2 separate regions of the Rattus norvegicus genome follow, and region 2 is linked to region 1. The links are chromatin contacts, called in public HiChIP or PLAC-seq maps. All regions are on one chromosome and are shown on one strand. Each heading gives the region's core, a stretch centred on a gene start, on an enhancer-like site or on the middle of the called end of the contact. The rest is flanking DNA. Distances are from core to core; before and after follow the strand shown.

Region 1 (6,166 bases), core at 1,293-3,792:
TCATTTTGAATTTCTTCTCTATTACAACACGGCAGTTTGTTAATAAATATATATTTAGTGTTTGTTAGGGATAAAGGAGCTATGATCCCCAGTCTTTATTATCAACATGAATAGATTTTGATTCATCTCAGAAACGTACCTTTACGTATGACTGTTGGATAGTTTTCTGTTGCTATGACACAAATCTATGGTTAGGACAACTTACAGAATAGTTTGTCTAGGCTTACCATTCTGAAGAGGTTGGTTCCTTGGTAGCAGAACACAGACATGGAGGCATAAGCAGGAGGCTGAGGGCTCACATCTTTGCAAACACAAAACAGAGAGATGGTGAGTTTCACATGAGACAAGTCTTTAAATTCTCAAAGCCTGCCTTCAGTGACATTTTTCTTCCCAAAGGCCACACATTTGCAATCATTGCTCTAACCAAAGATGATCCTATGAGCATTCTATATGAGCAAACAGGTGTCTTCCAGAAAATTTCTAGACTTACACAGGCAAAATACATCACCTATTGCTTCAGATTACCTCCACCCCCTACTTTGGTCACTAATTGTCATATAATAAAAGACCCCAAACACTATATTAGCAAAATCATTGAGTATTTGCTTAGTTCAATGTCTATAGAAGGTCAAATGAACAAATGAAGGTCTGTTGACATTTGCTGGACTTTTTAATCAACAAAGAATGAGCTAGAAGTCAGCTGACTCAGGCTTCTGTCATCTTTCTGGGTCAGAAGGCTAGATTGGTTCTGGAAATCTCCCAAGAAGAAAACTCTCTCTCTCTCTCTCTCTCTCTAGTATAACTCTGTATGTGAATGCATTCATGCACTTGTGTACATTTATGCATGTATTGAGTATAGGTCAACATCAGATACTTTGCCAAATCTTGCTTTACCATACTTTGTTGGTACAAACTATCTTCTCATTGAACTTGAAGCTGAACACATTTGAGTCCTCTGTAAATAGCTACCAACTGGGGCCTGGGTATTCAATTGCTGGAGACTTAATGGAGGACATTTCATTCAAACTACAGCAGCTTATCTGTACATTAGCATACCATGGGCTGGGTTCCCAGGCTGCATAAAAAGGACAAAGGTAAAATGAACACCAGTGTTCACCTCTTCTTGCTTCCTGACTGTGGCTGCTCTGTGGAACAACTCATGCTGAAGCTCCCATTGCTGTATCTCTGTGCTCCCACCACCCTCAACACACACAGTGCACTGTACTCTCAAACATAAACCCAAATAAACATTGCTTTTGGCAGGTTTGTGATCATAGCAATAGCAATGAGGAAAATGGCTAGCACAGCCAGTGAGCCAAGATGTAAGACCACTTGGTATTCCTAAGATTTGTCTGCTTGGTGTGTGTGTGTGTGTGTGTGTGTGTGTGTGTGTGTGTGTGTGTGTGTGGTGTGTAGAAGAGAGAGAGAGAGAGAGAGAGAGAGAGAGAGAGAGAGAAAGAGAGAGAGAGAATCTTCCACCCCGTTGTTTATAAACCCCATCATAAGTTCCCAGAAGAGGAAGATGATCTCTGTGGGTTGACAGCATCAAGTTTTAGATCTGAATACTGCATCTGAGTCAGTTCTTCCCTGCTGCCAAGCCTGGTCACTCGGGACTGAGGTTCCCTTGTTCTGAGAGGATGAGCTGCCCAACAGGAGGGTGAATGGACCCTGCCATGTTCTGGCTTCAGCAGCCTCCTGCCTATAGAAGTGTTTTCCTGCTCTTGGGCTGGGCTGAGTTTCATTTCACAGAGGCATAAACAAGTCTGCAATCCCCAGGGGATCTGGCAAAGGAAAATGAAGTCGTTTTACATTTGTGGCAGCCCGATTCAAATTGGAATCTCACAGAGAAGGATGCTGGCTTCTTTGTTTAGCTCTTTCTATACTTCAGGAACACAGCTTCTCTTGGCTTCCTGGCGGGAGGAAGTGGCTATGTATGGAATGCCCATTTGCATTATATAGTCTTGAGGGCCCTTTCTCTTACATAAGGCATCTAGTTTAAATCTTACACTCGGTTCTATAGAAGCAAAACAAGAAGCTATTGAGTCCAGCAGAGGGATCAGCTGCCATTCCTCTGGTGTCAGTTGAGGCAAAGCTTAAAATTCATTCCCACAAGGGAACCTCACCCCCTACTCTCATTCCAGCCTGGGTAAAGAGACAACCACCCATGACATGGTCTTTGGACACAAGCTCCAGGCAGAGTGGAAACAGGGATTCTATTATTCCCAGGTCCCCTTTCCTAGCTCCTTAGTCTCCAGTGTTTTTTTCTTATTCATTGAGTAGCTTGGGGGTTTCTCTTGCACCGGTTGCCACCTCCCATATCTCCTCACAGATATGGTAACTTTGCCCAGATACCTCTGTGTTCACCTCTCCCTTTCTGTTGCTTCTTGCCTCACTTATCATTTGTTTGCATTTCTGAGAAAAATTTATTAGCCTTTTGGACAACATTTATTTGCCAGGAAGGATGAATCCTATTATATGTCTACTGGAACCAGCGCATAGTCTCATCTTTACTGATTCTGTGCTTGGCTACAATGCAGCCTGTCCTACGCTTCTTACCTGAGATAGTGAAACTGGGCCTACCTAGCACCATGTTGAAGTCCAGCCTGTGGGTCCCAATACTCAGGTGTCCAGATCAATGTGTTCTTGAATCCCACATCCAATATTTCCAGAATCCAAGGAGTTATTTTTCTGTAACTCATACTCTTGTATCTTTAGGACTTTCTCCAGGATTTTTTCTGCCTTTGATTCATGGGCTGTATAGTGAATAGTGATCCTTTCATTTCTTTTGATGCCAAAGGACTTGGTGATGTATTTCTCTTTGGAAAATATACGTATCTGGCCATTGAACTGCTCTAACACCTTGGCTGCCAAGATCAGTCAGTTCCTCCTTTCTCTGACACAGATATTGAGACAGGGCTTGTAGATGTGAAGTTCCCTCATGGTGTTTTCCTTCCTACCCTGATCTTGTGCCATTATGGAAAATAGGAAGAGAGCCGCACTTACTTTCAACCAAAGTCTTGTTACGGGGAACCCACCAGAGATAACCACTCAGACACAGTTTATAACCAATTCTAAGTCTTTATTTTAATTAGTGGAGCTATACTTAGGTATTTGGAAGCCCAAGTGTAGCAACAAGTATTCAGAGCATGGGATTTTCTAAATCAAATCAAATCAAATCAAAACAAAGCAAACCAACCAACCAACAAACTAAGCAAACAAACAAACCCCCACATTCTTGTGTCTCATTTGGCAGTAGCAGGGGAAGGGAGTAGGGTGAGTTGGAGAATGGAGGGGGATAGGGAAGTTGTGCAAGCAAGCAGTTTAACAGAGGCTAAGATAAGCAGTTAGCTGAAGGAGAAGGTTTATATAGCAGTCAGTTTAGCATAAGCTATGATAAGCTAGCTGGGGCATCCTGACCTTGGTTTCTATTCTATGGGGCTTCTCATCAAGAATATGACATTCTAGTCAATCTTAAAATGGTTTCAGCCAGTATACAAGATGGAAGACCATCTGCATCATCTTTCCTGTTACATTCCATGACTTAGAATACGACATGGAACACACACTCTACCAAATTGCAATGCACTTTTAAATTTTCCAATCTTTAGTCCATATTAAAGGCTAAGCTCACACACTGCCTTAGTAAACTCAGGTTCCCTGGGAATAGAGAGGCATAATAGAATTATACTATCTATGTGTCTTAAACAACATAGGTCTGGAAGCAATGAATCCAGGATGGACATAATGACAGCTTTGATTCTTGACAAGGACTCATTCTGGTTTTGTAGATAGCTGCCTTCTCATTGTGTTCTTACATGACTTTTCCCTTGGTGACAAAAATACACATCTATAATTTATACAGTTAGCTAGTTGTTGGCTATTTGTTTTAGAGCATCAAATGGAGAAGAAGAAAGGAAGTTCTTATGGAATCTGAAGTGAGCCACCTGCATATTTTCCCACAGTGATGGTACAAAGTTTATAGTAGATACTAACTACTCTCAGGACCCTGTTCTTGCCTGTCCTGGATGCTTTGTTTCATTTTTTTCTAACATCTATATCAAAGGTACCTCTATCCTTTCTTCTAAAGGAAGTCTTCATATAAGTGAGAGTTGTAGTCTGTCTTGGATTGAATGAAATAAGCAGAGATGAACACATAGGTCTAACCTTGCTTTGTCCAGGTACAATATTCAAAGTTAAAATCTGCTACACAAAGAATTTGGATAACGTGGATTTTCTTGTGAGTGACTGTCCATGCAGCTGCCTGATTAACAAAGGGAGTGTGCCCCTCCTTTCCTTTAGTGTCCAAATATGCCACATGAATTTGTGTATAAATGAACTAGTTATGAAGAATAGGAGATAAAGGAAGACTAACAAATTTATGGATTTCTGAAAGGAAGAGACATTTGTTTGAGAACATTGTCCCAAATAGTACTTTGCTTCTAAATAGTCTAGATGGCCTCTAATAAGTGTATGAGTTGGTGGCTGACTGAGCCATGGATCTGTCTGCAGAAATTTCTTCTAGAAAGGACAATGCTGGAAAAGCTGGGCCATGCTACTTTGGAATGACCTTTTGGAAACGAGCTGTCGCCAGTCACAAAAATAGATTCCTCTCCCCTGTGTAAATTCCACATATGTGGTTTAAAGGAATTTATGTGTTTTAATCCTTCCTGCCTGTCAATTTTACATAAAGCAAACCGAATTCCATTCATTTAAGCAAGGTTTACTATATAGGGCTTACAAGGGACTGAGCCTAACTTGAGGAGCTATGAATACACAAGGATGAATAAGATACTGTCCTAGCACTGGAGGATCTCAGAGTCCATAAGGCAATTGAGGTAGGTAAAATATGCAGAGAATGTGAGGAAGTTAATGACAGTCTTATGGGAGTGATGAGAAAACCACACACATGAGCTGACTAAGATGTGGGGGGAACCCAGTGAAGCTTCTTAGGGCAGTGGTGACAGTTGAGATATGAGGACACTGATATATCCTAGGTAGGATGTTAAACTTCAATAGTCTCTCCCTATACATAGAGAAAACATCTCAAGAGCCTTAGTGGGCACCTGGGAACATAGGTTGTTCACACTCTATGTGGGCTATGTTTGTCTTACAGGTCTTGCAGTGGTATCATATACTCCTGTAGCTAATCTGCCATGCCATTCCAGAAAAAAATCCATCCCACTCCTCTCCACTCTATGCCATTCCACTCCACCCAACTCTCTTACATACCATTTCACTCTACTCCATATCTTTCCATTACACCCCACAGCATGGCATTCCACTCCGTTCCAGTCATTCTATGACACTCTGTTCTATGCCATTTCATCTCACTGCTCTCCACTTCATGGCGTTCATGCTATTTCAGTCCATGACACTGCACTCCACTCCTGCGCTCCATTTCACTTCACCCCATTCTACTGTACCCTACTCCACCTCACTCCACCCCACTCTACTGCAATCACCCAATTCCATTTCATTGCTTGTTGTATGTGGTGCTGTTAGGTGCTATTTGATTACCATAGATAATACCTAAATACAAGTATTGTGAGAATGTAATGTTGGCATGATAGCCAAGATATGTACCAGATGACTAATGGGTAAGTAGTATCTACTGCACCCCTGAGTTGGCTAGAAATAGTCATGTTTCACTTCCAGGGTAAGATGAAGTGAGGTAATATAAGCTTTCATCATGACACACCAACAGCACATGCTGCTCAAAATTCAAATTTTATTTATGAAATTTCCCATTGAATACAGTTAAGCCATAGCTGTTAACATGCAGCAGGCCGAAATAGGCAGATATCTGTGAGTCTGAGGACAGTGTGGTCTCCATATTGATTCCCAGACCAACCAAGGGTTCCATAGCAAGACTTCATCAAAGAAAGAAAATGATTGGAATAGGGGGCAGATAGGTTATGTGGCTGAGCTAGCTAGTAAGGGTATCTGTCACCAGTCTTGATGATCTGAGTTCAGTCCTTGGAACCCACATGGTAGAAAGAGAGGACAAACTACACAAGTTGTTCTCTGTCACATGCACACATGTATTCTCTCTGTCCCTCTGTCTCTCCCTCCACCCCCAACATAGAGTAAATAAATAAATATAAAAGATTACAGTAGAGATGCTTTGTAGGCCTGTAAGACGGTGAGTAGGGTGAGGCTTGTCCCA
Region 2 (6,166 bases), core at 1,024-3,523, 370 kb before region 1:
CATCCCTGAAGCATGGTTGACCAACCAGGGGCTGTACCCTTAAGGAACCTGATTCTCCCTCATCCAGAAGTCATCAACTGTCTATGGCTCCCCAAATAGGGATGGGCGCTTGCAGACTCCTTCCCCTCACATGCTAGAATGATGGTTGGCTTGTTTATCATATAGGTTTAAACTCTACACAAGATGGATTCTCCAGGACTCCTGCAGGCTCCTACATTCTGGGTACAGACGTGTGTTCTTATCTACTGGGATGGGTGGTTGACTTCAGGGGGTTGGGGCTCACAGTTGTCACTGGCATGGAATGGTATGAATGCTGTACCCTGGAAGAGTAATGGTTCTGTTACCGTTTGCTTCATGCAGGGCCGTGGGTAGCATTGCTGGGTGTTCTCATCTGTCTGTAGTAATACTAGCATGAAGTAACCTTGACATATGAGACGCTTGCCCAAGCAGCACCCATTCTTGCAGAAGTACAGAGGGAGAAGTGCCAGTCTTGGGCCAGGGTGAAGTGTGTAGTTACTGAAAACCTAATGGTTACTTTCTTTTGTAATTAAAACTTCAAACTGCCTTCTTCAAACTGCCCTCCAGGTAAGGGGAATGGATTCCCCTGTGTCCAAGGGAGATGAACCTTTCACAATCTACGACCTGTAGACAAACCGAACATGGGAAGAATATCATAGTGGGCTGCTTCTTGCTCTATCCTGGTGCCCTGTGGTGGATGGGGGACAGCCTGAAGGTGCTGGGTCTCTGGGGACAGACATTCACATTGCTGCATTGCTGAGAAGATGCCTTGGTCTGGAAGAGCATCCCAACTGGACAGGCTCTGCTAAGAGCGCTGTGTGGTTTCTAGCCTGCAGGAGGTACGGGTGGCAAACATTTTTTGTGCCTTGAATCTGGGTACATGAAGCATCTGCTGCGAGCCAGGTATTTGAGAGGACTCTTGTTTCTAATGCACCCCGGATGTTTGTCCTGACTGAAAGCACAGCAGCTTTGTCTGCACCCCTTCCAAGTGTGCAAAGCCAGGTTCTCCACGATCAGGTGCTCATTCTGCTGTTTCCCATTTTCTGCAGAGTCTCCAGTTTGCCTTGGTCCCCCACTGTTCCTCTTTCATCAGAATGACCAAAGCCTGGTCCTTACCACTGCACACTCTAGTTGCTCTAATTAAACATTCGAGACCCACCAGGGCAACTCCCTTGCAATCCTTGCCATCTTCCAGCTCATTCTGTTCTTGTCTCTTGGTGGGAATGCACAGAGACAATTCAGGGAGGGGAGAGGTCACAGTGACATTAAGTTGAACTGGGATAGATTGGGTTCAGACCTCCTTGAGTACCAGGAACCCTCACCTCAGGAGTCCTTACCTGATTTCTGCACGGTGCCAATAGATGGACTGGATCAATGCTCTCCTAGTGACATGAGTGACCCTCGCTCTGGAACTCATGGGAAATGCTAGTTCTGAGTAGGCACCAGAGCACACAGTAGCTGTGTCTTAGCATGCCTGGGGAAGTGAGAGAGTTCCCAAAGTTCGAGGCCTGGTTAAAATGAATGCAAAGCCTCCTTTGAAAGGGACAGCTTATGCCTATTGCCTTGACTTGTGGGATGGCCAATAGGCAAGGGGGGCGGGGCTTACCCAGAGGAAACAAAACACACAGTCACCCTGGAAGCCGCTTCCAGGCTTCACAGAGTATGGCATTACTTGGATTGTGTTCCACATTATTCCCCCACCCCCAACCTCCAGCAAAAGCTGACAGGAGACCCGTGGGAAGGCCCTGATGTCCCTGAAGAGCTGTTCTTGTCCTGAACAGTCCTTGAAAAGGCTTCCTAAGGCAGCACCTGGAGAGCAGGGCAGACGGCAGCTTTGAGCCCGTCAGAGCAGATACAGTTTCTCCATTCGTTCCTGGCACAATTGGGTAAGTGTGCACTGGCTCAGCAGGCCTCCAGCTGCGCGCTGTGCTCTGCTCTGCTGGACCGGTGCCTGGGGCCCGTGTAGGGTGCTCTGTTCCCGTGGGAAGTATTCCTAGCTCCTGTTGACAGCTTTGTAGCTGGGAAGGTCTGCTTTCTGGGGCTGGCCACTGACTGTGCCAGCCAACAGTTGTCTTAGGCCCTAGCACGCAGCTCCTGGCCTGGCACACGGGTACGGCCACTATCAGTGGGTAGTCACTTGAACTCGGTTGGGTCCTTCTAAACAGTGCTTTGAGGCTCCAGACCCATGCTGCTTGCTCCCTGGGGCTGCTGTGAGAGGCCATCACACAGCCTCCCCTATTTCAGTCCTGTAGGGAGTGACACTGTGTTGAAAGAATGCCACATGTGGCTGGGCTGGCTTCATGTCTTTGGTGTTGTATGGCTGCCATGCTAGGACTCCTAGTAAGATCTGTGTATAACTTCCAGTTGGAGGAACAGACTCCCAGTGAATATCCTCACTGAAGCCATATAAGAAATACACGGAGTTCTACTTCCGATCCTGTTCTCTGCTTCCTGATCTGTCAAGGTGTGAATAATTGTTGTCCTGTGCTTCTGTCACCTCAGAGGAGCCACCGCAGCTGACATGGCTCCTCGGCCATGACTATACTATACTGTACTATACTATACTGTACTATACTATACTGTACTATACTATACTATACCATACTATACTGTACCATACTATACTGTACCATACTATACTGTACCATACTATACTGTACTATACTGTACTGTACTATACTGTACTGTACTCTACTATACTGTACTCTACTATACTGTACTCTACTATACTGTACTCTACTATACTGTACTCTACTATACTGTACTCTACTATACTGTACTCTACTATACTGTACTATACTATACTGTACTATACTATACTGTACTATACTATACTGTACTATACTATACTGTACCATACTATACTATAGAGAGCTAAATAACTGCACACGTGGTGGGCCTTGATTTGTAATTAACTTGTCTTTTTAGTTATCCTAACAGCCACATTTTAAATCACACTGTTCTTATGGATGTGGACACTTAGGCTCCAAGGCAAGTAAGCTTGCCTACTGTTACCGACAAGCCTCAGTCGCACCTCTATGAATGTTTTGTGTGCATGAAGGCCACCGCAGCCTGTCACTCTGTTCCTCTACGCGCTGGTTTTAAGGGCAGCCTGAAAAGAAACTGTTCCTGGTCAAGGGTCACAATGCCTGAATTTTCGTCATCCCTGAATCAACTCCTTCAAACTTCCAATGCCAAAGCCAATGGCTTTCTCTGGGACTGTGGCTTGTCAGTGAGTCATGGGAGGTTGATCAGATGAGGCATTTGGTGAGGATTTGGAATCATAAGATTTGTGGTAGTTCGAGTTTTGTCCCTTTGACAAATACCCAAGAGAAGCAAATTGAGTGGGGTGGGCTGGGCCTCCCTGTGGCTCAGGCTCTCAATGGTTCAGGGCTGTTGGCTCCATTGCTTCTGAGCTTGTGCTGAGTCGGAACAGCCAGGTGGGAGCTACCACTAGAGCCAAGAGGAGGAGACAGGAAAGGACAGGGTCAGGACACGCCCCTAAAAGCTACCCTCTCAGGGATCTACTTCTTCAGGCCGGTCCCTAAAGATCCCATCAATACCCCAAATAACGTCACCAAGAGTCTCTAGGGATATTTCCTGTTCAAACCATGACGCATGCCCACGAAATACTGTGCTTGCGTCTTACAGATTTTCCTTGCTACATCAAGGCACGTGAAGATCGCTGGTACTTAGGAAGTGGGACCTCCAACCCAGGAGAAGATTCTAGAAAGTGTGGCATAGGCTGAGGTGAGGAATCCACTCATTCATTTCTTGAAGTAACGTTGTCTCTATTTTGTAGGTGGGGAAACGGGCTCTGAGACAGCAGGGAGTGACTTGATTAGACGGAAGAGATTCGGTCTGTCAGTCGTAGACCCCAGTGTCAACTGCTTCTGAGCATACGTTCTGCACCAAGGACCGTGCTTGAAACCCTTGGTCAGATGGCAGGTGGTAGGGATAAACTGTGCTTCCACAAAACTCTGAGCTCCCCACACCTCTGAAGGTCGCTTTCACAAAGGTGACAGGATGAAAAGGCCCTTAACATGGTCTTCATCTAACTGGGAAAGTGTGCTTGTAAGAAGAAATTTGAATGCAGGCGTCTGTGTGCCTACAGGAAAGCCCATGAGAGGACACATTAGCTAACTAACTAATGCCAGCAGGAGAGGTCTCAGGAAAAGCCAGATTGCCAACACCTTGGCATTGATGTGGATTATGAGACTAGAAGCTTCCATTGTTTAATCCCTAGTAGGAAGTAACCTTAGACGCTTGGCATACCAGGCCAGCCCATCTCTTATGATCAGGTATCTCCCTGGGCACTGGGCCTTTGATAATTGCCAGAAATGACTCTGCTCCAAGTGGTCTGTTGGCTGACACTGGCTCTCGGGCCACATACATGGGGAAAGAAAACTATGGAACCTCTCTGTCAGCAGCACCTGTTTCTTTCCCCATGTAGGCTCCAATGAGGGCATCTGTCACCTGATCTTACTTTGTAAATGAGCCAGACTCCATTACTGTTCAATAGCGCCTCAGAGGGGACCAGAAACCTGTCCTGTAATGACTATGTTCTCAGAGCTTCACCCTATGTGCAGCTGTGCTTCTTACCCCTCTGCTTGCAATATGACTCTTCTCAAAAAAAAAAAAATAGGACTCATAACCTCATATCGCACATACAGATGTTTCTCGGTGTACAGTGGGTTTCATCCTCACACAACTGTTGGTTGAAAATATCCCAAGTTAAAGGAAAATGCATGAAATGTCCCCAACCCCTGGAGAATCATAGCCTAGTCCACCACAGAACAAGTGATTCTCATGATCTCAGGGCTGGCTTGGAACTATGGCTCCCTGCCCCTGCCCCTGCCCAGCACTGAGAATGTTTCCTATCATATCTCACAAGACTGGAAAATAACAAATCCAAAAGTCCAAGTGCACTACTAAATGCACATCATTTTTGTATCATCGGGTCTTAGATACTACCTGTCATTCTTCTTTAAAAATCTTTTATTTATTTATTTATTTATTTATTTATTTATTTATTTGTTTGTTTGTTTGTTTGTTTGTGTTTGTTTTTTTGACAATTTTGAACATCTACAAACTAATCATATTTTCCCTCAGGCCCCCTCTCATTCTTCCAGGAAACCCCTCAGTCACTTTCCAACATGCCTGCCTCCCACTATCTTCACTTCTTCCCTTACCCTTTCTAGAACCTACCGAGTACACTAGTGCTATGGTTGGAGTGCCGACTGCTCTTGTTGGCCTGATCTTGTATAGGTCTTGTGCAGGTAACCATGGATGGAGAGAGAGAGTTCATAACTACAATAGCGACATCAGGTCCAGAACACAGCACTTCACAGCATGCCTACTCACCCCCAGCAGATCGATAACTGAGGAGTGCAGGTGCAAACACCTCTACAGCAGCTGGGATTTTGCTCTGTGGGAGAGAGTTCCTGCTGTGTGGCTGGGCTGTGTGTTCTGTTGAGATCACGTGTCAGGAGTCTCCTGTTTCTCTGTATCCTCAGGATGAAGTGTCTTTGGGCTCATAGGATGAGGTATTTCTGATACAGCTGGCCCAGAAAGCCGAACAAGCAATTGCTAGGCTGAAATTTGGTCTCACGGGTGGCACAATATGGTCTGGCCTTTATGCCTTTTCTGAGCTCTATAAAAACTAGTAGCACACTTACTGTCAACCTTAACTGCCCAAGGAACTACCTTCCAGTCCAGGTACGGGTAGTACTGTCCCCAGTTCCCTGTGATGTGCCTAGGATAAGACAGGCAGTCTTGTGGTCTGCAGGCACATAGCATGTGTGATTACTGAGCTGATAACATACACACGTGCAGCCTTCCTCTCCGCTGTGTCCTTTTGAATAGGCGAAGGAGCCCACAAGTCCTCAACAGAGTTAATGCCATTCCTCTGCATGTCTAGAAGGTGGAAAGAAGTTTTTTAGGATGCAAGCCCCCAGAAGAGGGTCAGCCTATGTTCTTGGCCTCCGGTCCTCATGAAGCAGTGCAGGGGGCAGGGTCATTGTACTGCAAGCCTAGAGAGAGCTCTGATGCCCGCTGGCAAGCTGCATATTCTTGGGCCACTGGTTTCCCCTCTTGGAGTGTCTTTCTTCCCCTGTCGGAAAGCGATGCAACTGTTTGCCCAGGGGCA

Evidence for each region. HiChIP or PLAC-seq counts read pairs in DNA pulled down with a chosen protein or histone mark.
Region 2: an H3K27ac HiChIP or PLAC-seq map of oligodendrocytes shows a contact between it and region 1, with 8 times the contacts expected there. The contact joins two enhancer-like sites. A contact is called at or near these places in 1 of 12 Hi-C or Micro-C datasets (Schwann cells) and 1 of 1 datasets of contacts at active chromatin or transcription factors (oligodendrocytes).

The regions. Positions count from the first base shown.
Region 1 is chr6:44,646,262-44,652,427 of GRCr8, reverse strand. It overlaps the pseudogene Rpl11-ps2. Among named protein-coding and RNA genes, the nearest start is that of Trib2, 350 kb to the right of the region's middle. Within about 2 kb of position 2,542, at least 15 of the 93 cell types and tissues checked have an H3K27ac peak or open chromatin away from gene starts, as enhancers often do.
Region 2 is chr6:45,013,023-45,019,188 of GRCr8, reverse strand. LOC102550954 (a long non-coding RNA gene) reads left to right here. Exons shown (of 6, transcript XR_010052219.1): 1 at 1-1,904; 2 at 3,670-3,768. Among named protein-coding and RNA genes, the nearest start is that of Lpin1, 93 kb to the left of the region's middle. Within about 2 kb of position 2,273, at least 37 of the 93 cell types and tissues checked have an H3K27ac peak or open chromatin away from gene starts, as enhancers often do.